Regions from separate parts of the Rattus norvegicus genome. Here region 1 is linked to region 2. A link is a contact called in public Hi-C data. All regions are on one chromosome and are shown on one strand. The core of a region is the stretch at or near the end of the contact, and the rest is flanking DNA. Distances in the headings are between cores, read along the strand shown.

What was found. A called contact is a pair of places that touch in the nucleus more often than the background predicts.
Region 1: a contact with region 2 is called in a Hi-C map of Schwann cells, with 2.9 times the contacts expected there. The contact joins two enhancer-like sites. A contact is called at or near these places in 3 of 12 Hi-C or Micro-C datasets (the Rat2 cell line, Schwann cells and mammary epithelial cells).

Annotation. Positions count from the first base shown.
Region 1 is chr4:134,175,667-134,181,002 of GRCr8, reverse strand. No RefSeq gene overlaps it. Among named protein-coding and RNA genes, the nearest start is that of Prok2, 260 kb to the right of the region's middle. Within about 2 kb of position 2,407, at least 8 of the 93 cell types and tissues checked have an H3K27ac peak or open chromatin away from gene starts, as enhancers often do.
Region 2 is chr4:134,090,713-134,095,863 of GRCr8, reverse strand. LOC103692198 (a long non-coding RNA gene) reads right to left here. Exons shown (of 3, transcript XR_001837651.3): 3 at 341-5,151. Among named protein-coding and RNA genes, the nearest start is that of Prok2, 180 kb to the right of the region's middle. Within about 2 kb of position 3,288, at least 5 of the 93 cell types and tissues checked have an H3K27ac peak or open chromatin away from gene starts, as enhancers often do.

The DNA.
Region 1 (5,336 bases), core at 1,158-3,657, 86 kb before region 2:
GTGGTACTTTGGAATTGGAGTGAGGTTTTTTGGGGTCCGATTTCCTGAAATAGAATGCAGGGCCCGCCTCAGATAGTCTGTCAGCACAGAGGGAAAGCTGCTCCTGCACTCGTGCCTTAGCTGTGTAGAGGAGACTGCGGTGGAGTTGTGGGAGGACCTTCATTTCAGATCTGATACCAGAGCCTCTAGTGTATGTTCAGAGAGAAACCGCAAATTTGACATGCTGTCTCCACCCCAAACCCCAAGCCTAACTAAGCCCCTTCTAACAAGTCATTTCCAAAGCACCGTGGAGTGGTTAGTTCTTCCCATCAACTACCCCAGAGCAAGCTCTTTTGCAAGAGAACATCAGTGTCTGTTAGTGTCTAGGTCCCCAACTGGATCTGATCTGCGTTCCTGTCTTCTTTGTTCTGGTTCATTTTGGCCAAATAACACTCTGAGCTGACAACCAGGCAAGCGGAGCCTGTGTCAGGCACAATCCCCTGAGATGGGGTGTGAGTAGGAACTCCAGAGTGAAGGGGTTTTAAAAACATAGCTAATCAAACTGTCTTCCTGTGAAAAGGAACAAACCCGGCAACCCCTCACTGGGAACGTGCTCCACTTCTCCTGCATAACAGCAAAAGGAAAGGCTTGTTAGACGCCTAGGCCTGGCTCCAGCAGGTAGGACATAGCAATTGCTTGCCAAAATGGGAGCCCACGGGACTCTTTGGAGGGAGGAAGGCCAGGAAGTGTATGGAGCTGCTGTACAGAGGAACCCGCTGTGATGCTCTTCTTATGATTTTCCTCGTTCATTCGAGCCCGCCTTGGATTTCTTCCCTTCTGTGATTGATTTGTTTGCCTGTCTTGAGACAGCATCTCCCTCTAAAGCCCAGGCTGGCCTGGAACTCCTAATCCTCTTGCCTCGGCCTCTCCGGTGCAGAGCGTGCAGATGGGCATCATGACGTTCATCTTCTTTTCATTTGATTGACTGTTTTCCTTCTCATCGTCTTGCTGCTTAATGATCCCAGCCCCAGGCTTCCAAGGCAACTGGCCAAGAAGATTAAGTTGGCGTTTGAAGTTGAGCGCTCTCTTCACTCATGCCTCTCCCCTCTTCTCCTCTCACATCCCACCACCTCAGAATCGAGGCCACGCAGCACCAATTTTTCAACCCACTCAAGCCTGTCGTTTCTAAAATCCCAAGGCTTCTTGAGGTTTGACTCGGAGCCAGTCACCAAACAAGCATTCTTTACAGAGGGCTGGGGGGGGGGGGAGAGAGAGAGAGAGAGAGAAAGAGAGAGAGAGAGAGAGAGAGAGAGAGGAGTCTTAGCTTGTGAGCCAGGCGGTTCCTCTTGTAGCCCTTCCCATCCTGTTGGCCTGTCAATAATACAGTAACAACAAAGTACTAACAAGCACTTTGTGCTTGTGTTTCAATAAAACTTTATTTATAAAGTTATAATAGGTGCAATACACCTTGAAGGACAGATATAATGAGTCTGTGTGTATGTCAGCAGAAACCCAGCCAGCTTGCACCGAAGAAGAGGGAACAAGAGGAATAGGGGAGTCAAATTCCAAAATTCTATACACAGGAAACAAACTGGACCGTGGAACAATCCAGGTGCAAACAGGAGTGATTTTGGCGTTTAGTTTTTGTCAACTTGGCGCAAACTAGAGTCACCTGGGAAGGGGGAACCTCAAGTGAGGAATTTTCTCCATCAGCCTTGCCTGTAGACTTGTCTGTGGGATATGTCCTTGACTGGTTGTTAATGTGGAAGGGGTGAGTGGTGCCTACCCTAGGCAGGTGATCCTGGGTTGTATAAGAAAGTTATCTGAGCAAACCATGGGGAACAAGCCATGGAGAGCAAGCCAGTAATCAGGACTCCACAGTTCCTGATACACCCATTTGAGTTCCTGCCCTGACTTCCCTCAAAGGTGGACGGTAAGCCAAATAATTTCTTTCCTCCTCAAGTTGCTTGTTGTCCATGTTTTTATGACAACAACTGAAAGTCATGCTACCCTTCCTGAGGAAGGAAGGATGACTCTGAAAATGAGCCATGAACCCAGAGGGTAGAGCCAAGAGCCAGGTCCTGAACCTGCTTGGGTTTTGCTGGATTTACAACCTGCTTAGGGCTAGCCCCTTCCTTTTCCTTCAATGCCTGTTTGAGAGAGTGTGGGTGTGGCTGTGGCTGGTTTATTATGCATTACTTAGTCACTTCCTCTAAATTAAAACCTTCCCTCTTAGAGGCACCCGAGGAATTCACCTAACTTACCAGGCTTACGAAGTCACAAAGTCACAAGAGCGGAAGTTCCTCCTTGATCTCAGATAAGTACAATGATTGCCAAGGAAAGGAGATTTTTATTTTCAGTGTACCCAGCTGCCTGAGTTGTGCTGCAACCCCAGGGATGAAGCTTCCCTGAGTGGTTACCCATGTCTGGGTGAGCTTTCAGTGATGCAGCCGCCCGTGAGTCATCCCAGGAAATTTACTGGTCACTAAACTGGACATGTGTGGAAGGGTTTCTGGGATCTGTCATTGGTGCCCTGTTTGGGGTGAGTGGGTGTCTGTTCACACCTCCACAGAAAAGCCACAGGACGTGCTGTCATCTAGGGGCAGCTGAGACCACTCACTGACTTCTTTCCCCCGTGTACAGATGACAAGAATCTTTACCTCCAGTTAGAATCTGCCTGAGTCTTACTCCCATCTGAATGGGATGAGATGATGCCATTTGAGAGTTGACTGATGAGACCAAGGTGAGACTTTGGACTTGAACCAGTGCTGGAATGTGCTGAGAGGAATGGGACCAGTGAGGCTGAGACACATGCAAACATTGGGGATCAGAAGATCTTATATGGTAAAGTGGGTTTTGTGATTATGACCAAAGTAGGACTCTTAAGATGTTAGACGACCATAGTGCACCCAATATTAACACAAGGCTCCTTGCAAGAGGGAGGCATGACTGTCCAAGTTAAGGAATAGAGGGAAGGTAAGACCAGGGGAGAAAGATGCTGTATGCCTGGCCTTTGGCTTGCAAGATGAAGTGGGGGCTGCAGAGAGCCTCTGGATCTTGGGAGAGCAAGGGCCAATTCTCCCTAGTTTCCAGAAGAAAGACAAACCTGTCAACGCCTTCATTCGAGTCCTCTTTTGACTCTATAAGGATAATGTATTGTGCATACATATTAAGTTTGCTACATTTTAAAATGTTAATTCTCTCTCTGTGTGTCATGTGCATGTGTACCATGTACGTGGAGGTCAGAGGACAACGTGCAGAAAGGAGTCAACAATTTCCTTCCACCGTGTAGGTGGGTCCCAAGGATCCAACTCAGTTTGTCAGGTTTGGCAACCAGCACCTTTATATGCTGAGCCAACTCTCTGGCTCAAATCCCACTAAGTTTGCTGGGCTTTGTGATGGCAACAGAGGAGCCTGTTACAAGTTTTGCCAACCATTACTCTAGATACAAAACTATGCGGGCTTCTGGGCACCTCTCTTTCAGTGTTCAACACGGTCCTTTGGGGCAGATGTGAGCATCCGTAGGGGCGTTTTGGAAATTGCTGCTCATAGGGAGATGCTCCAGAGCCCGCCCACATTTCTCCATTACATTGCCTTCGTTGGACACAGCCCCATCATAATGACCTCAGAGGCCCCCACAGATCCCGCTTTATCATACTCACCTCTCCTTGGATCTACACCAAGCTCTGGAGGTTTCCCACTGCTTCTGTTAGTCTGTTTCACATCCTCAGCCTCTGGACTCTTAGACTTAACAAGTGATTAGGTTTGCTTTACATTCGAAGGTAGTGTTTTTAAAAAAGATGCCAATTTCAGATGAATCAACATCTCTTCCTCTGAAAAACATTAGCCACTTCCTTTAATGAAATCCACACCTCCATCCATGTTGTAGACTGCAACACACACACACACACACACACACACACACACACACAGAGGGGGGGGAAGGGAGAGAGAGAGAACATAATATACCATATATCATCTTTTGGGGGAAGGAAGCTATCTATCTGCAAGAAGCCAGGAAGAGCCCTTAGCAGAAAATGAAGCCATCAGCAACTTGGTCTTGAGTTTCTCTGCCTCTACAACTGCAAGCCATCATTATCTGTTATTTACATGACCCAGTCTTTGATGTTAACCATAGCAGCCAACATAACCAAGGGAATATACTGAGTAAAACCTAAGCTCCAAAGCAGCATTTGAAGTCACAACTGTAGTCAGCCTGAACATAGGTGATGCTGGGGCCACAGGGGAGACAGGACAGCACAGTCTGGCAAACCACCTTGGTGATTCTCCTGGTACTAATGCCCAGAAGATATCCTCTCTTCTTGAATACGGTTGAACTGGCCATTTGCTTTTAAGCAACAAAACGAAGCCAAGGTGAAGGCCGTACCATTCACAGTTTCTTTACTACATCTCGCTGCAAACTCTCCCCCTTGCCAGCTCTGCAGAGGCAAGTTGCCATGCTGAGAAATGTTCAAGGTTCACCTGGCAAGGACTGACTGTGACCTCCAAATGACAGCAAAAAGGACCCAACACTCTCTGTGAGCCAAGAGCCAGATCCTGCCAACAGCTATGCAATCTTGAAAGTGGAACTTTCCCAGTCAAGTCCCATGAACCCCCAAATCCAGGACACCATCTGGAACACAGTAGTGCAGAGGACGTCAGAAGCCATACCTAAACTTAAAACTTCCAGAAGCTGTGAAATCACAAACGGGTGCTGTTGTCAGCTGCTAAAATGCTATACAGCCACAGATAACAGGTTGAGTTTGTAGATTTAGAACTCTCTAACATAGTCATAGGTCATAGTTTTGTAAGCTTGCCTCCTCCTCTTCCTTCCCCTTCTCCCCCTTCCTCCTCCTCCTCTTCCTTCTCCCCCTCCTCCCCATCCTCCTCCTCATCTTCCTCCCCATCCTGCTCTCCCCCTCCTCCCTCTCCTCCTCATCCTACCCCTCCTCCCCCATCCTCCTCCCCCTCCTCCTTCTCTTCCTCATCTTATCCCTCCTCCCTCACCCTCTTCCCCCCTTCCTCTTCCCCCTCCTCTTCCCCCTCCTCCTCCCCCTCCTCCCATCATCCTGGGTTCACCATGCCCATATGAAGAGCTTGTGTTTTCTTAGGTCCAGAATGGAACAGTGTCAGAGCCTATCTGCATTTCCCTTGCTTCGACCAAATAACTAACAAGAATAACTCAAGGGCAGAGGGTTTATTTGAGCTCACACTTTGAGAAGATACAGTCCACCATGGTGAAGAAGGCATGCGGGCAGGGTGTGACCACATTGCTTCTGCCATCACAAAGCCGAGAGTGATGGAAAAGTGGACTTGGGCTACAGAATCTCACCTACCTGCTCCCACCACATACCAGT
Region 2 (5,151 bases), core at 2,039-4,538:
CTCAGTGGTTACGAGCACTGACTACTCTTCCAGAGGTCCTGAGTTCAATTCCCAGCAACCACATGGTGGCTCACAACCATCTATAATGGGATCTGATGCCCTCTTCTGGTGCGTCTGAAGACAGCTACAGTGTACTTATATATAATAAATAAATAAATCTTAAAAAAAAAAAGAAATGGGGCTGGGGATTTAGCTCAGTGGTAGAGCGCTTACCTAGGAAGCGCAAGGCCCTGGGTTCGGTCCCCAGCTCCGAAAAAAAGAACCAAAAAAAAAAAAAAAAAAAAAAAAAAAAAAAAAAAAAAGAAATGCAGACACTTGAGTGCCACTCTAAACCCATTAAGCCAGTGATTCTCAGCCTTCCTAATACTCCCTCAACCCTTTAAAACAGTTTCTAGTGTTATGATATTCTTTAACCATAAAATTATTAATGTTGCTATTTCATAACTGTAATTTTGCTACTGTTATGACTCGTAGTGTAAATATCTGATATACAGGATATTTGACACAGGACCCCCAAAAGACAGCTCGACCCACAGGTTGAGAACCGCAGCACTGTCTTTGCAGTGAGGTCCTATGGCCTCAACTCTTAGACACAGCATGACTCCGACCCAGCACCCCGTGGAGCCACACCAACATCTACCTAGTATGTGATTCCAGCCCCCCAAAGCCAAGAGCTCTGCAGCTAGCTTCCTTCCCATGTGGGCGAGTCTGCCTCCTCTCCCCAATGGCATAATAAGTATCTCTAATGATTGGGTATCTCTAATGCTACAGGGTGTCAATTTGCCGAGCCCTGGCCGGAGCTCTGAGAAAACCTGGGAGACATGAGATGCCCTAGTGCCGATGTCAGAGCCAGGAAAGAGACGTGAGCAGTCTGTGTTGGCTGACTGAAGCAATCAGGGAGGCAGGAGGTGGACGAAGCCACCTGTGCCCGCCCACGGCTCCTCAGACTTACACATTTTGCATGTTCGCCTAAGGACTGTGTGCAATGGCCGGGGCCTCCTGCCAGTCCCACTCCCCTTGAATCTCTCAGCTGAAAACTAACGACAGCTCTGGGAGTGGCCCATGTCCTGCACTGGCTCAGGAGTTTCCCAGTGGAATTGAGCTCTCACAGTAGTAACTTTCATGAGAGAACATCTAGTGGCTTGTCCTTCAATCCCCACCGTAAGTAGTTTCTGGAGTCCTTTCCAAATAACCATTAGAGCACACTCTGCATCTGAGGCTGTGCCACTAGGGAACACCGCCTTGGTCTAGATGGAGAAAAGGTGGCAGCTGATATCCCAAGCTGCCTTTCCTACCAGGAACTGTAGCAACCTCTGCCAAACCGAGCTGGTCACCAATTTGTCTCTGAGTAGACCAGAAGTTCAGAACAGTGACTTGGACCACTTGCTGTCTGAACCCTGGCTTAGTCCTGCTGCAGAGCTGACAAGGGTTTTCCTAAGCTCAGTGGCTGGAGGCAATAGGGTGGAAGAGGGCACACTATTGACAACCCCAGTTAAGAACCTCAGGGCTGGAATTTGCTACCTACTGAGTAAGGACAAACAAAACCGAGGCTCTCCACGATCCACCTGCAAGAAAGAACAAAACCCCCGTCTCCACTTCACCCCTCTTGACAGCTGCCGTGCCTGGCTTCCCTCCCTTATCTAAAAATCCATTTGCCACCACTGTCTCTGCAAGATGGATTGTCTGTTGACTGTTAGCCTGGGTCCATACGCATATGCCGGTTCTTTAAAAAGGAAGAAAGGTAGAAAGAAAGAGAGAAAGAAAGAAAGAAAGAAAGAAAGGAAGAAAGAAAGAAAGAGAGAAGAAAGAAGCCACAAATATCCTGTTTTGGGGATTGCAGAGTGCCCTCTTGTGGCCAGAAATGTGTCCGTGCTGGCTCCCTTCCAAATTATCTTATCTGGAAAGATCTGGATGGGATTGGAGAAGAGGGGCTACAGGAACCTTCTAGAGAATCTGTCTTGTTTTTGTTTGTTTGGTTTTTTTACAACATAAGTAAAGTTCAGCATGGTTTTACAAGGCTGCTTCTTGCAGCACATTTGTGAGCACATCTGAAAAAGCTTTCTCCTGTATCTTGTGTGTATATGTCTATATTTGTGTGTAAACACATGTTTCCATATGAATGTGTGTATATGTGTTTGTGTCTTCCAAAGTCAGCCCCTCGAAAAATGCCGACGAAGCAGTCTCTGGGAGGGTCCTTGAACTACACCAGCCCTCAGGAAGAAGGCAGAGGGCAGGCAATTATCAGGGAGTTAATAGACGCAGTGGGCTGTTGCTAAGCACAGAGAAAGAGGCAGTGGGGTATTTCGGTGTCTTAATGGTCCTGGTTACCTGGAGTCACCCATTACTTAGCAGGGTGGTCTCTGAAGAGAAGCAGCCCAGGGTCTAAATTTCCCATGCTGTCTTCACTCCTCAGGGAAGAGAAGTGGCAGCAAGTACCAATCCCCCTCTGCTAGGGAGTGTGGAGAGAGTTGGCAGGTGCACTCACATATCAGGTGTGTGCAAACAGTAGAGAATGCTTCTGGAGCTGTTCAGGCTAGAAGGAGGAAAGACTGGCTGTGTTGCTGAGCCTTCAGGCTATGCAGAAAGCTCTGAGGTTGCTACAGTGTATCTATAACAAGAGAAACCCGGAATGCTGGCAGAGAGCAATTCAGGAGAGAGCGAAGATGAAAGGCCTGTTGGGGGTTCTCTCTCTGCGTGTATTAGTTTTCAAATATGTCTTCAATGAGCAGAGTAATCTCTCCCAAGTTCTGGGGAGGGTGACAGGCAACTGGCTCCTGTCCCCGTGCTGGAGCCCCATGTGTATAGACATAGACATGTGTGCTCTGTATTTGTTTGTAGAGTGACTGTGTTAGGATGGAATGAAAGAGATTTCAAAAGGCAAGGGGAAAGAGAGAGGTCAAGATAAGAAAGCACTATAGAGGGAAGTAGAAAGTGCAGAATGTTGGGGGACAGCAGAAGGCTCCTGGAGCTCAAGAAGAAAATTCCTCGAGTCAGACAGGAGGGAATAATTCTGAAGGTTGCCAAGGGGTTTGTTCTAGAAGCCGAAGAACAAACAATCATAATTTCCTAGGCCAGTAAAGTATTCTCTAGGAAGTGCCCCAGAGTCCCACACTCTTTTCCTTGACTGGTATTTTATAATGTCCCTTCACTAACAGGAAATGAAATCTCCTTTAAAAACAGAAAGTGCCTACTCATGAGTTTTAAAAATAGATGTAACAGTCCAACTCCAGGATGAAGGAACTGAAGAAGTGCTATTTATGGCCCTGTATACAGAGGCTCGGATGCCTGGAGGGACATCAGGAAAGGGTCAGGTTCTTATCCGTCCCAGTGAAAACAAATGGCTACAACTGTACAACACACACAGCCCAGTTCCACTGCACCTCACGTACTTGAAGAGTAACTGTAAGGGAGCAGCTGTAAGTGTGACAAGTGACACACTTGACGACATATCATGATATTTTAATCCCTTTCAAACAGCTTTTAGTAAAAACTGGGCACGGTGGCGCGCACACACACACACACACACACACACACACACACACACACACACACCCCTGTAATCCCAGTATTTAAGTAGAAGTAGAAAAATTGTGAGTTCAAGGCCAGCCTGGGCTACATAGCAACTTCCAGAACAACCTAGGCACCATAGTGGGACCCTATGTCCCATACACAAAACACACAAACAAAACTAAATGCATGTGTCCCCTTGGCTTACACAGTAGGTATACTTCTAGAAGTTTCCATACATACTAAAACTGTTGAAGAAACATTCTTTGCCTGTGTGTAGGAGAGAAGAGGAGATGGGGCACAGGAGACAGCTAGTGTCTGATCCATGGTGTCTGAACCCCCTTCTCTCCCCACAGGCTGAGGCCTCAGTCATCTGAATGCTTGCCTGGGCTGGCCACACAGTCTGTCTCCTTCCTGGGTGGCTCAGATAACTGTGTACATTCTCTGCCACTGCCACAAAGTACTTGACAGAATTCCGCATCAGAGGAGGAAAGGTTTGTTTTGGCTCAGTGTGAGAAGCTGCATCCCTGCTCAGCTGGCCCATTATTCTGGAGGACATAGTGGCATCGCATATCATGGCAGGGGAGATGTGGCAGGGAGAGCTTCTCTCCTGGTGGCCAGGTAACAAAGGAGAGCAAAGAAGGGGCCAGAATTCCATTATCCCCTTCCAAGCCATACCGGACACCAGCAGCCACCTTCCTCCCACCAGGCCCTACCTCTTCTCCATCCAAGTGCCTGACGAAAGCGTCACAGGTTTAGAACCAGGTCTTAAGCACAGGGGCCTTTGAAGATCCAAAGTACAACGGCCCCACAACGGGCAGGTCAGCGCTGGCTGTGGCAGGCAGCTTCAGTTCTAGCTTCCTGCAAGGCGGCTAGAATGCTGCCACAGCATGGCCACTGGCATCCCCAGAGTGAGCCTCTCAAGAGATTAGAGGCACACAGAACTATTCTTTTCCTAATTATTTATTTGTTTGTGTGCATGTGTGAGTGTAGGAGCCGCTGCATACATGTGTTTGCCTGTGCCCACAGAAGCCGGAAGAAGGCCTCAGGGTTTCTCTTTCTTTTTCTCCTTTTGTTTTGAGGAGGGGTCTCTAGGCTGGAAGTCAGCCAACCCAAGGAGTCTATCTCCATTGTCCTTAGAGCTGGAGTTACAGATGGATGCAGGATACTGTCTTCTTACGTGGGTCCTGCAATCTGAACCCCCGCCCTCCTCCTGTTTGTACAGGAAGTACTCCTAACCACTGAACCATCTGACAGAACCATTCTTCATTGCTCAGCTTCATCTCTCTACCAAATGTTTTCCCTTAGATGAGAGCCTCCATGACTGTTTATGACCAGGTAAGGAGGTTAGGCCTGCGGTTTGAAGGAAGGGGTATCAATATATACTGACAATCATATTACAAGCATCATATATACATGTACAATCATATATTACAAACATCGTGTCCCAGAGAACCCAAAATTGAGTTTTCCACTCCATGAAATCTGCTCAGAAACCACAACTCGGGCGCGTCTGGGGAGACAGTGGATAAAGTTGTGTTTGCTGCACAAGTATGGAAACCGAAGGCCAGAAACCTCATCTCCCCAAATGACCAAGGCATGGCATTGTATGTCTGTGATCTCAGAGCTGAGAGCCTGGGGGAT